2 separate regions of the Pan troglodytes genome follow, and region 1 is linked to region 2. The links are chromatin contacts, called in public HiChIP or PLAC-seq maps. All regions are on one chromosome and are shown on one strand. Each heading gives the region's core, a stretch centred on a gene start, on an enhancer-like site or on the middle of the called end of the contact. The rest is flanking DNA. Distances are from core to core; before and after follow the strand shown. Region 1 holds the start of PTMA (prothymosin alpha). Region 2 holds the start of NCL (nucleolin).

Region 1 (3,327 bases), core at 92-2,591, 240 kb after region 2:
GGTAACTGGAACTTAATGGATGCGCCGCAGGTGGAAGGCGCTCTGTCCCCCTGTTTACGATGACGCATAATCCCTCCAACTCTCTGAGAATGTGACACAAAGGAGGGGGTCACGGTGGCTGAGGCCAAGGAGCCCTTCCTCTGTGAAGGGCGGCCCCAGGTCTGCGCGGCGGTGAAGACAGACTGGCAGTGGGAGGGAGGGAACCCGACAAAGAGTTGAGACGCGTGGTCCTCGGGAACAGCACTGTGGAAGTCCCCCGGATTGAGGCGCGCCCGTCCAGTGGAGAATGCCACCTCCAGCCACTGGGGCGCCTGGGGGCAGGGCGGAGACACAGCGGGCGTCCCTTCGCCGCTGCATAGGAGGGCGACCGCTGGGCAGTGGGTGTTGGCGCGGTATCCCCGCCCTGCCCAGCATCTGCCCCACGTTTCTTCAGGCCAAACTACCGGGAGCCCGGGCTTCTTCCTAAAGTAAAACTCGCTCCGGAAAGGCCAACAGTCCAGCGGCCAGACGGGCACCTGGGAACGCGAGCCTAACGCGTACTGGAGACGGAGTGGCGCCCGGCACTGCGCGCCTCCTCCCCGCCGGGAGACTGCGTGCTAAGCTCAGCAAAGCCCCGCTGTGGAGACGGAGCCATGTCGCCCATTACCTAATGAAACTGAGAAGGGAGACTCAGTCTCTCTTCTAGCCCCGAGCGCAAGCTCTGCGGGACTTGGCATCGTCCTCCCTCCACGATCCCACACTCCGGGTTTTCCCCATTCCCAGCTCGGCTGCACCCGAGAGACAGACGGAAGAAACTGCCAATGGAAGGACGCAAAGCGTCAACTTTGTGTTCGCCCGCCACTCTCGGCCAATGTGCGCTCGTGTTTCCGGAGTCCCGCCTTCCGTGTCGGGCGCCCCCTTTTGGCAGCACAGGGACGAACCCTACGTCTCGCCATCTTGTGTGTGGCACAGGTAAATTTCTGGACTATGTTTCCACCTATTCTGGTCCTTTTTCCCACACAACCGATTTCTTAGTTCGACAGCTAAGTGCGGTGGCGATAAGGCCAGCGTAGCCTGTTGTTCTCGGATCGCCCACGTGAGCTAGATCGCTACGTCACGCCACGCTTGCCGAGCCCGGCGCCATCTTGAGTGTGGCGTTTTGATGCTCCCCTTTCTCGGGGCTCCGCATGGTTCTCTAAATGGCCCCCCAAATTTCAGGTAGTCCCCAAAGATTAGCCCAACTGGCTCCAGAGACGATGATTTTCCCCGAGGAACTCTGTAATGTTCATGTGCCCATCGCAGTCCAGCAGTGGGGTGGGAGAAGGGTAGACTCGATGGCCCGGCAGGCCCCTGGAGGAGGCTGCCCTGAGGCTGTCGCGACGGCAGTGACCGCTCGGGACAGACCCTAACTAGAGCCCTAGAATGAGGGGACCGCTATGCCGTGCGGGGCCCGCGGGCTGTCCCACTCGAGGGCTGGAGCCGGCATCGCGCATCGAGTCCGCTTGATACATGAATCCGTGTGTGCTTGGGACGGTGCCCGCTTGTCGACCTACTTGGCCGACGGACGCCGGACCTGATGGTGGGCAATCGGGGTCGCCTGCCCACAGGACTAGGGGTGCCCTGCCCTGGGAGGGCGCGAGGGCATGGCAGAGGGACGGGGCGGCCCAGGTGCCCGGGTCTCGGCCTCGTGACCTCGTTGCTCGTCGTGGGGCTGCCGTCCACTTGCACTGGGACAATCCTTGGTCGAAGGCGCCCAGGCGCGGGGGGCGGGCACCTCCGCGGGCACTGCGCTGGGCACCGCCCGGGGCGAGCGCGGCCCAGCACCCCGCCTTCCCCTCCCCCGCGCTGGCAGCCGTCGTGCGCCCGCCGCCCCCTCTTCCCTCCCCCTCTTCCCTCCCCCTCCTTCCGAGCAGCCGCGGGGAGGGCGGGAGAGGGAGGGAAGGGGGCTGGGCGGGCAGCTTTGCCGCGCTTTGGCTTTCTGCGTCAGCAGCCCCAGCAAAACAGCTGCGGGAGCGCGCGTCCGGAACGCGCTCGCGCACCCCTCCCCCGCGCCCTCGGCCCCGCTGAGACCCGGCAAACTCGGGCCTTGAATGACAGTGCGATCGGCGACTGCGCAGCGCGGGACGCGCCGGGGCACTGCCGCTTTAAGCACGCTTGTCCATTGTTCGGAATCGAGCCAATGAGCGAGCGCCCGCTCCCTGCGCTCAGCCAATAGCGGCCGGGCATGGGAAGCCGAGCGCCGCCCACTAATCTATATTAAAGCTTCTGGCGCCGCGTGAGTCCCCCACTGGCTGCTCTGAAAAGCCATCTTTGCATTGTTCCTCGTCCGCCTCCTTGCTCGCCGCAGCCGCCTCCGCCGCGCGCCTCCTCCGCCGCCGCGGACTCCGGCAGCTTTATCGCCAGAGTCCCTGAACTCTCGCTTTCTTTTTAATCCCCTGCATCGGATCACCGGCGTGCCCCACCATGTCAGACGCAGTCGTAGACACCAGCTCCGAAATCACCACCAAGGTGAGGCTGGACGCCGCCCGCCCCCTCGGGGTCCGCGCGCCGCCGCTCGGGCGGTGTTTGGCGCGCAGCAGCTGGACTGCCTCAAGCCCGCTATTGCTCCCTCTCGCGGGGAAACGGCCCGCCCCCGGCGCGGTGCCCTCAGGCAGCCCACTCTTTGTGTGGTGCGGGGGAGGGGGCGGGAACCGCCGCGGGCAGACGTGATGCCCGTCGGGGAGTGGGCCGGGCGCCCTCGGGGGCCGAGGGCTAGGCGCGGAGGCCGGCTCACGGCCCTCGAAACTCGTCTGTGATCGGTATGAGTGGCGGCGGGAGGAGAAGGGCCTGGCTGGGGGTCGTCGGCCCGCCGGGCGCACGGAAATAACTTTGAAACTCAAGCGCGTTGGGAATCGGAAGTGCTGGGGGGCGCGTGTTGGGGCGCGGGCCGGCCGCGGGAAGTGGCGGCGAGCGCCCGCCGGCCGCGCTGCTCTTTGTTCGGCGCCAGGCCGCCGGTTTCGCGCCCTGCAGCGGACCTGAGGTGGTTTATCTAGACTAAGTCCCGATAAGGCGGATGGGGCGACGGGCTGGCTGGCCGCGACGTCGGCCGTCCCGGCGGAGGTGTGACGGGCTTATCCGCTTTGGGCGCTCTGGGAGGCGGGGGTGGGCGCCCTTCGAGGTGAGTGCGCCGGGAGCGGCCGCCCAGCTTCAGTCATGCACCCGGTGCCGGGCTTGGCTGAGGAGGCGAGAGCCCACGCGCCGCAGGGAGGAAAGAGAAAGTGAAGCGCGGCGCTGGGGCGACGATGGGCGCCCCCCGCGGCTGCCCGGGAGCACCGTGTGCGCCGCAGCTCGGGGCGACGCGGGCCAGCA
Region 2 (3,387 bases), core at 250-2,749:
CAGCACCTGCAGAACCTCTTCACCTCGCCACCAAGTAGCCAGAAGCCGCGAGACCTCCCCACTAATCGCGCGAGACTTCCCGCAGCATGGCGCCCTAGAACGCGCCCGGGATTGCGCGCAGGCCCTCCTCCCCGCGGCGCCGCGCTCGCCCCTCGGAAAGCAGGCCTACACGTCTGCGCTCGCGCTCAAGGCCGTTTACCTTCGCGAGCTTCACCATGATGGCGGCGGAGTGTGAAGCGGACAAGTGGCGCAGATGAGTCCAGAAGAAGCCAAGCGACGGCGATGGCGGCCGCGGGTGCTGAAGATCCCGGAGCACGTACACCCGAAGGCCAGCGAGAGCTCGAGACTGAGGCGAAAGACTGAGCCTGCCCAGTAATCGCCTGTGGAAAGGCGACGACGGCGCCCTCGTGACTCCGCGCCGACCAACCAAAGCTCGCGGCCGTCCCCATGAGCCAATCGCGAGCCTCTAACCGTGAACGGCGCGGGGCGGGGAGTAGGCGGGCCGAGGCGGCCACGGGAGGGGGAGGGGCTGGCAACGGCGCCGTGGGGGCGGGGCTCGCTTTGTGCAAGGCCCGCGCTGATTGGGCCGTGGGCGCGCGGGTCCCGGCCTGCGTCGTGGGACTGGCGTTTTTGGCGCCGGCTGTGAGGGGAGCGAGGGGGTGGTGGAATCGGGCGGTCTCCGGTTCGCCAATGTGGCTGGGTCCGTAGGCTCGGGCAGCCTTGGAGTTCCTTAGATACCCCGCGCTCGGTCCCGGCACGCACTCACGCCGCGGCTTCTGGTGGCCCTGGAGCGAGGAGTCCGCCAGCACCGGAAGTTCAGGGACCGCAGAGTTCCCGTTGGCCCTTTTGGAGGCACAGCGTAGCCCTGCTTGCCCGCGAGCATGGGGCCGGAGGCACCCCCGGCTGCAGGCAGTCTCCTGAGAGCTGTTAATAAAGGCAGTCGCGGGTCTGTGCGAGGTTTTCTGTGAGAAATGCACGAACCTCCCCTACCCCACAGAACCTCAAGCGGGAGATATTTCTCGACATGGGGAACGGCCTCGGAGAAGTAACTTTCTGGCCTCACAGGGCAGGGAGAGGGGCCTGGGAGGGCCGACCGCAGAGCCGGGCCTTTGACCGCCCACAGGTTCCCTGGTTATTATTTGGGTCGAATGCGCCAATTAAGGTGGTGGCTGCGAAGTCAGTGTCACCAGATGGCCCGGGAGCAGGTCGAGAGCCACCGGCAGGGTTCCCCGGCGGCAGGGCGAAGGAGGCCGCCAGTGACTTCCACGGTTAGCTTTGTGGGTGGGTCTCACTCGAAAACCAGAGCATTTCCCTCTGTCCAGGGCCTACCGGGGATCCATCCCATCCATAGGTCCAGCTATGGATCCATCCATACCTCATTGTTCCTACAGAACCAGGATATCTGCAGCTACGGCTGTACTTGTTAAAAATCACCTCAGGCCGGGCGCGGTGGCTCAGATCCGCAATCCCAGCATTTTGGGAGGCCGAGGCGCATGAACCGGGGAGGCGGAGGTTGCAGTGCCCACTGCACTGCAGCCTGGGCGACAGAGCGAGACTCCGTCTCAGAAAGAAAAGCATTTGTTAAGGCCGGGTGCGATGGCTCATGCCTGTAATCCCAGTACTTTGGGAGGCTGATGCAGGAGGATCGCTTGAGTCCAGGAACTTGAGACCGGCCTGGGTAATATAATGCGACCCTGTCTCCACACAAAAAATAATTGGGCATGGTGGCGCTCGCCTGGAGTCCCAGCTACTCGGGAGGCTGAGATGAGAGGATCGCTTGAGCCCAGGAGGCGGAGGTTGCAGTGAGCCGAGATCGCGTCATTGAACTCCAGCCTGAGTAACAAGAGCGAAACCCCATCTCAAAAAAAAAAAAAAAGAAAGAAAATAAAATTATTTGTTAAATGAATGAAGTATTTAGGTAGAAGCAGCAGCAGGGAGAGCCGGCATGGCTCAAGTGGCGTTGCTTTGGAGTTGGTCTGGGGCAGCAAAATAGCAATATCTAACACTTCATAATGCTGATTCAGTGCCAGGCGCTCTTCCAGCTCTTTACATATTAATTAACTTACTCTTCAAAATAACCTTTCCAAAAAGTTACCACTGTTTTACAGAAACTGGGACATAGAGGTAAATTAACTTGTCCAGGGTCGCTTAGCTAGCAGTGGAGGCGTAGGATATAAGTGAAGACACTGCTGTGTCATCCCAGTTTCTTTTTTTTGAGACAGAATCTCACTCTGTCCCCCAGGCTGGAGTGCAGTGGCAGGATCATGGCTCACTGCAGCCTTGACATCCCCAGCTATATCAATCCTCCCCCCTCAGCCTCCCAAAGGTGAGCCACCACGTCTGGCCTGTTTGTTTCTAAATGCTTTTTTGTTTTCTTTTGAAAACATGAGTATTTATTGAATTGTAAAGTATACACATAGTGCAAAATTCAAAAGATTCAAACAGGTGCACAATAAAAGGTCTCCCTCCCGTTCCTGTCCCCTAGGCCTCCCAGTCTCAAGGCAGTGGCAGTCTCTTGTATATCCTTCCAGATTCAGCCGTACGTGCAAATAGACAAGTATATTTGTTATATTTAATACAAACGCTATCATATACACTGTTCTGAGCTCTTCTTTTGTGTTAACTATATGTATCTTGTAACTCATCCTACATCAGCACATGTAGAGCTGCCTCATTCTTTTTAATAGCTACATGGCATTCCTTGTGTGGAAGGATCACAATTTATCTAGTCACCATTGCTGGATAGTTAGGGTTTTTTGCTATGTTTGGCCATTACAAACTGCTATAGCAAATATTCTCACTTGCGTTATTTTACACAAATCATATCTGTAGAACAGCTGGGTCAAGGGTATGGACTTTTACATTTTCATAGATGTTCTCCCAAGTGCTGTCTTTGGTTGGGGTTTTCCATGGCAGTTCCAGCCAAGAGCGACCCCACCTGCTCCAGCTGGCTCAGGTTATCTGCTGCCCCTGAGCTCCAAGGCTGGGAGACAGTGCTCCACGTTTTAGCAGAGGAAGAACTAGATGGTGGGGAGAGGTGTGAGCATGGCTCTAATTATTGTGGGGAGTGTGACTAGTCTCAGACACCAGCCAAGAAGCTGCAGGGGTACCACTGCCTTGAGTGGCCACTGGCTGCTTCTTCGGGCCTGCATGGACCCGGCCCAACTCTGTCTGCTGCTGTGGCCTGGCTGCCCCCCATGAAACCTGTGTAGTGAGGCACCCACTTGGGACACCCATGGGCACTTCTGACCCCTGAGACCCAGTCGGCCATAGTGGGCCTCATACTCATGCTAGGATCTGACAGCCCACTGGAGGGGGTCTGCAGGCTTCCAAGGATTAACTCCACTTCCCAGGACTGGGCTTCTAGGAAATAAGTGTCTCAGTTAG

Evidence for each region. HiChIP or PLAC-seq counts read pairs in DNA pulled down with a chosen protein or histone mark.
Region 1: a contact with region 2 is called in an H3K4me3 HiChIP or PLAC-seq map of stem cell-derived excitatory neurons, with 4 times the contacts expected there. The contact joins the promoter of PTMA here to the promoter of NCL in region 2. A contact is called at or near these places in 1 of 7 Hi-C or Micro-C datasets (stem cell-derived neural progenitor cells) and 1 of 1 datasets of contacts at active chromatin or transcription factors (stem cell-derived excitatory neurons).

The regions. Positions count from the first base shown.
Region 1 is chr13:133,951,570-133,954,896 of NHGRI_mPanTro3-v2.0_pri, forward strand. PTMA (prothymosin alpha) reads left to right here and starts at 1,342. Exons shown (of 5, transcript XM_054678827.2): 1 at 1,342-1,558. The coding sequence starts at 1,556.
Region 2 is chr13:133,709,369-133,712,755 of NHGRI_mPanTro3-v2.0_pri, forward strand. It overlaps NCL (nucleolin), which reads right to left and starts at 1,500. Exons shown (of 14, transcript XM_516145.8): 1 at 200-1,500. The coding sequence starts at 217.